Regions from separate parts of the Mus musculus genome. Here region 2 is linked to region 1. A link is a contact called in public HiChIP or PLAC-seq data. All regions are on one chromosome and are shown on one strand. Each heading gives the region's core, a stretch centred on a gene start, on an enhancer-like site or on the middle of the called end of the contact. The rest is flanking DNA. Distances are from core to core; before and after follow the strand shown. Region 1 overlaps Kifap3 (kinesin-associated protein 3). Region 2 overlaps Selp (selectin, platelet).

Region 1 (5,402 bases), core at 774-3,273:
TCAAGGATTGACCTGACTAGAACGTAGAGGTGATAGAAAAGGACACATTCATAAACACAGAAAAGCTGGAATCAGACCCTCTACAATACCTGGGTGGGTTGAGAGGGTACTCTGGTAACAGTGGACATTTCTGAACACACTGTCAACATTCACAGTCAGGCCATGTGAAGACTTTGTTATCCGCCTGAGTCTTACATCACCAGGACAAGGCTTTGCCAACTTCTCATGGGTCTGAGACTTTGTTCTAGACATGGCTGGCTCTTCTGGACAGCACACATCCACCCAGGACTTCTTCACACACTCAGGGCTCTGCTGTGCCCCACATTGTGCTGTGTTTCCATTTACATTTGGTTTGAGAATCGTTTTAAATTTCCTCTCAATTTCTTCCTTCACTCATCAGTTGATTGGATGTATATGTTAAATTTCTAAGTAATTGTATGGTTTCTTGTTATTGAATTCTAGTTTGATTACGTAGTAATTAGGTAAGATATTGGTATAATTGTAATTCTTTTCATTTGCCAAGGTTTGTTTTGTGGCCTGCATGTGCTATGCTGTGGAGTACCCCAGGTGTCAGTGTATGTATTCTGCAGGTCTTGGATGAGTTGTTCTAAATGTGGCTTTTTGGCCCACTGATTGTCGGACAGACCTGAGTCCTGTGATGTTATCTGTGTGTGACAAGGTGCTCGGTTTCTCCTTTGAGGTCTGATTGCCTTATATGTTGAGTTCTTTCAGTGTCGGATGCTCATGTGTTTCTGATTGCTTTTCTTCTTTGAACAGGTGATCCTCTTATCATTACAGAATGACTCTCTGTGTTTCTTTTTACTACTTTTGATTAAAATTACTTCTTCTCGGGGAGAGGGGTAGGGACTGGGGGATACAGGGAGGAGGGCCTACAATCAGGATGTAAAGTGAAAAAATTGCTTCTTCTGATGTAAGTGTAGATGATAACTGCTTTTTAGAATCCATTTGTGTGAAATACCCATTTCTAACCTTTCTATTTCATTACATGTATTTCAGCATGTCTGTATGTGTGCACTCACATGCATATGTGGTAGGGTATGCAGGTACATTCCACACAGGTGCATATGGTGATCAGAAGACACTTGACGGGTGCTAGTTCTCACCTTCCGCCATGTAGGACCCAGCAATTGAAATCAGACTGTCAGGCTTAGTGACAAGTGAACGATTGTGTAAGCCTTAATTGGGACTCTAAAAATAATCCATTGTCTTGGCTAGAGAGTTGGCTCAGCAAGTGGCTCACAACCATGTGTAAGTCCAGTCCCGGGGGATCTGATACCCATTTCTGACCTTTATACATGCGTGGATGAATATACACATGCAGATAAAATATTCCTACACATAAAGTAATAAATTTCATTGTCACTCTGTCTTTTACTTGGAGAGTTTACTTGGTTTGAATTTAATGTCATTATTCGTGTCAGGATGACCTGGAGCCATTATATGACTTGTTAAAGGATTTTGGCTCTTTCCTTTGTAGTTCCTTTCTTGCCTTCAAATAAAATAGTGTGCTTATATTCCAACTCTCCCTGCATTTTGAATTTTTTGATATTCCATTTTACCCCTTTTAACTATTTCCTAGCTCCTAGCATGCTCTCAGAGATGTTATTTTTGTCAGGTTTTCTTTCCTCCAGTACCTTAAGAGCATCACACGGCCCACCCTCGCTTTGTCTCTGAGGGCCTTGTTGTGTGCCCACTGTCAGATCACTGGGATACCTTTGAAAATTAGTTGTTTTTGTTTTTTTTTTTTAAATCTTGCTTCTTAAGAATCCTGTCTTTAACTTTTGAAGCTTGCATACATGTTTTATGTTATAACCTTATGAATTTGTGAATTTTCACTTGTAATCTTTGGCCTTTGTATATGTAGCTGTTTAATTTATTTCTACATTTAGAGGTTTTCTGTTACCATCTTTGAATAAACTTTCTACTGCTTTGGCTTCTCCAGTCTGTTCAGGTCTAATAACTCCAACAGTTGCTCAGTCAGTTCCTCTTCTCAATCCTTTCGTGGCTCCTGTGGCTCTGTTTTCAAGTGGCCTGCCTTTGAACCCTGATGTGTTTTGCTGTCGCCCTCTGTCACATTTTCCTGTCATTTAGCATGCTTCCCAGCACAGGGGTTTGTTTGGTTTCCTTCTTTCTTCTTTGCCTGATAAGTAAGAGCTTATTGACTTCTTCCTGTGTGTTCACCTGAATTTGAGTTCTCAGAGTAACAATTTTAAGTTGTCCATGAGTTCATAAACATTGCTCAGTTTCTGGCCCTGTTTTGTGCTTGTGGTGAGATAGCAGGTCTATAAAATTTACTGATGTTTATTGGAATCGAATGGACACCTATGCTTTTAGCAATTAGATGAAATCCATTCTCTTGTCATTTGTCCATTTCTTCCAGGATTTCTAAATCAGGATTCTTATTTTCTTGTGAGCCTGTGGTCACTATTGCTGTATCACCACTAGATGGTACCCTAAGTATGAGTTTGCAATGTATCCCTACCTGATTTACTTATCTTCAATGCTTCTGCTGTAGAAGCCCAAAGCCAACTTGGCCTAAATGCAAACTTGATATATTGTTTAAGATGGAGTTTATGAATACCTAAAAAGAATAGTTTGCCACTTCAAGCCTTTATTGGAGCCAAGAGACAGTGTTCATCTTTATTAATTTCCTGTGTTCAGGCTCATAGGATTTTACTTGGTACTTACCTCACCATGGGAGGATCAAATTCTGAAGTAACAGTTTGGTACCTGCTCATTTCTTCTCCCAAGTAGACTTGGTTCTCTTATTTATGCTGCCTGGGTCTAGAGCGCGTATAGGGCTGGCAGTGTCCTGAACACCCACAGCATAATGCCATATTGCACCTAGAGCCTAGATCTTGTTGAGTCCATAATGTGACCGAGACCCACCTAAGACTCCTGCAGCCAGCTGCAGGTCATGTTAGCAAGGATACAGTTCTGTCTTAGGTATCAGTATACCAACAGGCCGGTCTAGAGGGTCTGTCTATAGATACTAGCCTGGATCCACTGCTGCTGAATTTCATTATCACTGATCTGTGCTTAATTTACTCTTCTGCCATCTAGAAAGCAGAGTCTTTCTCCATGTCCTGTTAACTGAGGAGGTATCACTTGACTGTCCGGCCATACGTAGTCCAGAGGGCAAGTCCGCTGTCCTGGTGATACCTGCCCTGGAGCTCTCTGTTCAGTACTGTTTGACTATGGGTTCACAAGGTATAGGTTCTTGCATTATGGAGTGAATTCCCTTTCTCACCCAAGTAGATGTTTCTTTGGATGCTTGTTGCTTGTGTTTAGAGAAACTGAGACCCAGGCACCTTCCTTCTTGCTTTCCTCAGTGTATCTGTAATTATTACCCTGAAACCAAGTGCTGTGATCTCTTATCTGGTTTCCTTCACTCTGGGAAGTGGGTTCTCACATGAGTATGTGCCTGACCAGAGAGTGTAAGTGGGAAGCCTGCTACTGGAGACTTTACCCACATTTTGCTCTATAATCGTGTTATCTTTCATAACAGACATGGCACTCTCCTAATGATATATTCACCTCCCAAAAGCTCCAAGCTGACACATCTTCACACGGAAGATTAGGTTTCAATATCTGATTTTTGTGGGGATATAGATTTTCAGTTTGCAAGAAGTCTCTTAGAATCAATTACAGATATATTTTCTAAATTTTTTATGTAAGTTAAAGTAGTGATATGATTAAAGCATAAACTAAGGTGACTGTACTTAAGACTGTTACTGGAGCTTTAGGCAAGAGCCCTGACTTCAGGATGTAACGTTAACTGACTTAAAGAGAGGTAAATGGTGAAAAGCCACAAGAGGAGATGTAATCGGTGGAGCACGTCGTAAAGGACATATATAAAAGGGTTCCGTGGCCCCAAGTACATATTCAGGAAGAAAGAATTAGGGGATGGGAAGAGGTATACGTAAGTGAGCAGTCTCAGACAGGGTGTCGTTTTGCTGGTCATTGTCTCATTTCTGGTCCTGTGAGGTCATGCAGACAAGTTTCAATGGGAGTAGCATAGTTCCCACAGGATGGTTTCTTCTGCGCCTGCGGCCAGCAGCTGAAGGTGGGATTTCTCACTAGCATAGAAAATGGTCCTCATTTGGATGGTAGTCTGTTGGCTCCCAGCTCCTCAGGGGTGTTTGGGAGGTTCTTAACCATAAAGGTGGCTACTGGTTGATAATCTTGTTCCTAGAGGAACTGGGATTTTAATCCCATGTTTTTAGGACAGTAACTAAATTCCAGGCTTTTTATCTGGCTTTTAGTTACCTTGTGGTCTGAGTGGTCTGTGGTTCTCCGTGCGGGCTCTGCTGTGTGTGAATACCTATCATTGTCTTTCATTCAAGTTTACAAATCTGAAGATAATTCATAGTTTAAAGCTATAGATATTATTAGTATGCTCAAGAATGTACACTTTCTGAATGGCTTCAAGGCACAGTGTATTTTTCTTGAATGTTGTTTCCTTCCCCTGCTAAGCCATTTCCTTTGTACCAGCAGCGTATGGAGAGCAGTGAGTGCCCTCCCCTATGATGATGTGTTAGCTCCATCTCCTGAGATTTTGCAAACTGACAACTGAGCTTATTTGAATTGGATATTTTTTAAAATTGAATTCCAAATAAATTCCCCAAGGTTTTCATCCTGGTAATGGTGGTCTTCAGCCTCCCGCAGGGGACTTGCAACCCTGAATGAGCAAACCTGTTTTCCTTGACTGTCCTGCTTTGCTTTGCTCACAGAAACTGCATTTCGGGTATTCTTGAGTTTCTGGTATTGCAGTTGTTATTGTGTTGTTATGTGTATAGATAATTGAGTCTTCAGTTCCTAGCGTAAGAAGCTGACCTTCCCAGTGGAGTCTTCCAGTGATCTGTTAACATGTCTGATGTTTGGCCATCAAGCTTATGTAAAAAGTATAGTAAGAAACTGCTACCAAAGCTGTGCCTTTGAAAAGGTTAGGACTTTGACTCAGAGTAGTATGTATTTAATATTGTTGCAACACAGTGCTCACATGAATATATGAGATACATATATACATATATATATATATATATGTAAAATTGTGTATATCTGCATGTATATATATGATATATATTTAATTTAGTATATGTAATTTAACATGTTTCAACAGTGTTTATCTTTCTATATGTAATATGTGTTTTTCTTATTTTTTACATGATAATTATTTTGTACTCATTAATTTTATGTCCTCTGATTGATTTAATATTCAACCCCAAAACAAGTTTAGCAGGAAATAGACTTCTTTTCCTCTAGACCTTCAGAAATATCACTGTTTCTGATCTTTTCCTAAGTTTCTTTTTATTTTCAAGTGAATTTTAATGTGTTGAACACTTTGTACACTAAGTTATTTTAGGTTATTGGCATGTTCC
Region 2 (5,402 bases), core at 1,124-3,623, 300 kb after region 1:
ACACTGGAGAAACATAGTTAGGCTATAGTGTGGAGCACTGGGGAGAATCCGTGCCATGAACTGGAGATTAAAGCATTCTCGGAAGAAAGCAAAGCATAGCCTCATTAGGACAATTTATATCTATCTGTGTTAGACTCGGTGTTAAGAAGCCAGCATGTCCTGTGAGCACCATAACATCCTGTGTGAAGCAGAGCTGTTCTAGTCACCTGACTTTATAGTGTGTGATTTTCATATTTTCCCATTTCTTTCTCTTTCAATGTACCCAAAACTTTAGCCAAATTTATGACAAACACTTTTAACAAAACAAGATTTATATTTGTAAAATCTACAGATATATAGGAAAATAGAGACATTAAAATAGTCTCGTAAATATCAACCATCCAAAGGAAATATTTCTAAGTGCTTCTGATATGCTCTCATGCAATTTTTGTAATAGTATTTTATTGTGTATATTTGATTTTAACAATATACTTAATATGTGCAATGTGAAATATTTCTGTATCACTTAACTTAGTATGGGCTTTCAAATATATGAGTAAAAGCAAGCACGTTTTTCATGAAAAAGAAACCACTTGCTATTCAGGTCCCACAAGTGTTCTCACACACACACACACACACACACACACACACACACACACCATTATAAAGCAAACAATTCATGTATGAATAACTAATTAATTAATTAACAGCATAATACGATATCCTTCGTTCAAGGCATCAGAACCTAAGTCAAGTTCTGGAGTTGGGGTTGGGATTGAGGAACTGGGTCTGGATAGAACAGAGTGAGGCTCTGGGCTTGTCCCTTGCTCTTATCCTCACGACACTGAAGTCTATACAGCTTTGAGGAAGAGCTCCAAAATCCTCAGCAGGATTATCAGGAGGATCAGACCCTTCCAGGAAAGCTACTCATTGCTCCACAGTCCTGCCTGTGGGTGTTCACTGCCAGGGCCTGCCACTCACCACAGCTTCCTGTGACCTTCCAGTTCCCTTCTGCTTTTAGCCCTTTGTTTACTCTGAGGGAACTTTCTCCTCTTCTTACTGGGTGTGCATCAAGTGAAATACCCACATGCGGTTGAGGCAGGAAGGTACCACGAGGCCTGAAATCCACAAGCTATTGTGACACTTCCGAGGGAGAGAGCGTTATCAGATCATTTTCCTTGTCACCGTCCCCACAGCCCTCTACACTCATCCTTGCAAAGTCACTGGAGAGCTGGAAATGACTCTGCCATGACTTCACCAAAGCAAGGACCCACACCCTTTTCCCCTCTGCATTTCTGGCTTACAGCCTTCTCTCTCTCTCTCTCTCTCTCTCTCTCTCTCTCTCTCTCTCTCTCTCTCTGTCTCTCTCTCTACACACACACACACACACACACACACACTGAACACAGGAAGACTTTGCAAGTGGCAGACTGTATCTCAGTCTCTGTATAAGTTGATTAGAGTGAGAGGTGTACTGCCAGGGACGGTATGGAATGAAGGGACAAGAAAGGTGCAGACAGTACCTGGAAACAACAAGGACTGCTGCCCCATTTCCTCTGATTTAAAGCCATATACTGCATAACCAAGACAAGGAGCAGAAGTCCCCGAGACCGTGTTTACACTTAGCCCTTCCCTTCCGAGTGTCAGCATGATTCATCTGGGCTTCATTGCGTCAAGTGACATACCCACATGTGGTTAAGGCAGGAAGGTACCACGAGCTCCCTCGAGAGAGGTCCACCTTGACAGCTACTGACATTGGCACCGAGAATCTGTTCGCTCTCGATCTGACTAAGTCGTTAAGATATCAAGATTCAGAGAGGTTAAGTGGCTTGTCCAAAGTCATAAAGTGTCAGTCCCAATCCAAGCCAGTCTCCAAGCACCTCAGACTTGTGTTTATATATGCTGCCAAATAACTGGGAGACCTGATTTCATTATCTTGGCGGGTCATTTATGCCTGGTCCTGCAGGTTGAGACTTCTGGGAAGTGGTGAAAATTGTCATTTACAGACAACCAATGAAATATGTATCCACTTTATTCCCTTTTACATTTAATCTTTGAGTGTGGCCTAAGTGTGACTTGCTATATAAATAAAAAGTACTGTGAGGCAAGAGTCACAGATTTTCATTGAAAATAAAGCATCCACGGCTGCAAAGGGGTCACCGTGCATAGTATAAGCTAAGACGTAGACCCAGATTCTCTCACCACTGGCTGGGAAAGAGAAAGAAATCACCCCCACTTTCACCTCTAAGTTCTTGGCATTGTTTGCTGGAAACATCATCCGGTTTGTTTCTCAAGAAGACATCAAGGGGGCGACTTTCCCTGAGGTCTAGGGCATTCAACGTGAAGCATGCCACTATCTCTCTAAAGGGTGCCAAGTCCCTTTTACAATCACTTCTGAAACCCTGAGTGGGTGAGATCTCAGAATGACAGTCAGTGGTAAGCCATAGCTGTCACCCACCTCCCTGCTCCCTGATGCCTTAAAGATAAAAAGCCAGAAAATGACCACCTTTAGCTAAATGTAGAGAAAGACAGAGAGCAGTCACACAGGGGCCGGGAGTGGGGGGGGTTTGAAAATGCCAAGCTCTAACATAAGCCCCTCTCCCTCTGTCCTCCTCACTACAGCTGTGTCCTGTGCCCCTATGCTCAGTCCTGAGAATGGATCCATGACCTGCGTTCAGCCTCTTGGGAATTCCACCTACAAATCCACATGCCAGTTCATGTGCGATGAAGGATTTTATCTATCTGGACCGGAAAGACTGGATTGTTCTCCATCTGGACACTGGACAGGCACCCCTCCCACGTGTGAAGGTAGGCACGTGGGTCTGTCCTTCCTTGTGACTTCTCAGATACCACCAGAGAGGGAAGAAATACCTTCATATCTCATATGTAAACAACAGGTGTGAGGATCTAGACCAAAAATCTCTTTCTTGCCGAATAACCTTTTTTAAAATTGAGTAAAGCACTTCACACTCAACAACGCCTTTGCGTCATCATAGCACATGAGATCAGTGTTCTAGAATAACCAGGGAAGTCAGAATTATCCCCATACTACAGATGAAGAAGAAACAAAGGCTCTGGGGTGACATGGTCCAAGGGCATCACCATTCACAAGTGATGAGACCCAGCTATGTATTGAAGCACTTAACTTGCTTCTAAGCATTCTTGCTCATTTCTACCATACTCTCCACCCATCTATTTCTACACCAACCTTTACCTACCCCACCAAGTCTCAGAGTAGGAGCTTATTTGGGAATGGGTGTGATCTAACCTCCCCTGGCTCTTGATTTCTTTCTACTTCTTTATGGACTTTACACTCAATGAGAGCAGGAACTGTCCCTTCTTCACTGTGTCTGTATACATATGCATTCATATGTCTATATAATATATGTGTGTATGCATGCCTCTGTGTGTGCACATGCATGTGTATAATACATATGCATGCCTCTGTGAGTACACATGTATGCATGTGTGTATAATATATGTCCATGCCTCTGGGTGTGCACATACATGTGTATATAATATGTGTGCATGCCTGTGTAGTGTATGTATGTGTGTGTATGTGCAGGAGTTGTATGCATATGGTCACAAAAATACAATGTTAGGAGTCTTCCGTCACTACTTATGACCTTATCTTTAAGACACATAGTCTCCCACTGAACCCAGCACTCATACCAGTTAGCTATGCTGATCAGCCAGCAAGGTCCAGGTATCTACCTGTCTATATACCCTAGGATTACAGATGTGTGTGGCCATGTCTGGCTTTTACACAGGGCCCCAAGATCTGATCTAGGTCCTTGTGCTTGCCTGGCAGGTACTTCACCCCCAGAACCACTTCCTCAGACCCTCCTTCATCTTTATACCACCTGCAATAGTAAATGGAATCCAAATGAGTGTGTAACAGGCACCAGTTGAACTGAAGCTAATGGGTTCCTGGCAACACTCAAGTGCAACATGCTGACAGTGTGAACTAGTGGAACCCTCAAAAATAGGGTGGGCCTCCCCTGTCTTTAGCTTCCTGGTAGCACCTAGCAGGTACAATGTATTGCTTGTGCTACAAACATGTCATATGCTCTAAAACAGCACTGTGTTAATTTACAGCTTCTGTTTGGTTTCAGAGGGGTCACTGTTCCTATTTAGCATTCAGTGTAGTCAGAGTTAGTAATGAAGAGAGCATCACTTCACATAGATTTTCGTATTCAGTCTACACTAACCACCTCTAAAGAAGCTATTGTTAGCTCCTTCTGAAAGATGAAGAAAACGGGGCATTAAGAGCGAGCGAGTAGCTGCCAATAGGCACATTGCAGGAAGGGCAGAATGGCTGAACACAGGGTGTTTCCAGCAAACCACACTGCCACCTAGCGGCAGGGCTTCAAAATCCTGGATCCAGGCACAGACTGCAGGGGTAAATTCTGAAACAGGCCTTAGAAATGTGACCAGTGATCAGACAAGAGACTATGCCTTTAAATAAATATATGTTAAAAGTTTTGGGGAAAGACAGCTAAAATATCATTCATTCAACCCTACACTGATAGATGCTATACTAAAGGGTACAAACACTACCACCTGCTGTCAAAAAGATGTACTACAAGCCTCAAGGAGCCCAGGCCATGTGAGCAGAGAGTTTATGCCTGTGTTTGCTGCTTGTTTCTTTATCTCTCACCCTTTATCTCATTTATCCTAGGAACATGTTCATTTGCTATATTCTCCAGATTGTATTTTAAGGGCAAAAGAAATCAAATTCCATTTACATATTCCATTAAACTTTCATGTAGCAAATTATGTTGCTAACCTGTGATCTCTCGGGCCACTTCCCTTCACTCCCTCCCAATCTTCTTTTCTCCTCAGGAGGAAGCATGTGCCTCCTCCTCCTCCTCCTCCTCTTCTTCCCTGTGAGCCCAGAACCCACCCAGGAACAGCATCTCTGACACATGGTCCTTAGTAGAGTCAAGCTTCTTCAACCCTAATTTTAAAGGTATTTGTATCTCCACTCTTGTTTCTCTATCTCCATTTATATGGCATATTTAGGGAAGTTATTCCTTTCCATTTTCCAACTAAACATTTTGGCCCCTAGGAACCCTGGTTACCATACACTATTTTTTCAGATCCCCAGAAGGGACCCAGCTTCTCTTTTCACTGTGCAGCAGGGTTTCCATTTGACGTGAGAGGGCTGTGTTTCTACAAGTATTTCCGTTGTGGTAATAACTCTGGTTCTCTGGGCCCCTTGGGACTTGGGGTCTGCCTATATTGTCCTGTCTCCTCCCGCCTTTACTCCTCAGAGGACATGAAATCCTCCCCATCAGCCTAGCAATGACTTAGACACGTCTAATTTTCATGATGCTGTCTGTGAGCTGGGTTGCTTAGGTGCAGTTGCTGAGTCCCTCCTGTCCCCACCTGTAGATCACTTCCGGGACACATACCATTGC

The links. HiChIP or PLAC-seq counts read pairs in DNA pulled down with a chosen protein or histone mark.
Region 2: a contact with region 1 is called in an H3K27ac HiChIP or PLAC-seq map of the HPC-7 cell line, with 17 times the contacts expected there. The contact joins two enhancer-like sites. A contact is called at or near these places in 1 of 39 promoter capture datasets (the 3T3-L1 cell line), 37 of 484 Hi-C or Micro-C datasets (3T3-L1-derived adipocytes, the Ba/F3 cell line, the G1E-ER4 cell line and 20 more) and 2 of 115 datasets of contacts at active chromatin or transcription factors (the HPC-7 cell line and T-cell acute lymphoblastic leukemia).

Annotation. Positions count from the first base shown.
Region 1 is chr1:163,831,793-163,837,194 of GRCm38.p6, forward strand. All of the region lies in intron 10 of Kifap3 (kinesin-associated protein 3), which reads left to right. Among named protein-coding and RNA genes, the nearest start is that of Kifap3, 55 kb to the left of the region's middle. Within about 2 kb of position 2,024, at least 7 of the 459 cell types and tissues checked have an H3K27ac peak or open chromatin away from gene starts, as enhancers often do. A contact at or near this core is called in the G1E-ER4 cell line and the HPC-7 cell line, where this site is marked.
Region 2 is chr1:164,134,503-164,139,904 of GRCm38.p6, forward strand. It overlaps Selp (selectin, platelet), which reads left to right. Exons shown (of 16, transcript NM_011347.2): 9 at 2,602-2,787. Among named protein-coding and RNA genes, the nearest start is that of F5, 15 kb to the right of the region's middle. Within about 2 kb of position 2,374, at least 142 of the 459 cell types and tissues checked have an H3K27ac peak or open chromatin away from gene starts, as enhancers often do. A contact at or near this core is called in the G1E-ER4 cell line and the HPC-7 cell line, where this site is marked.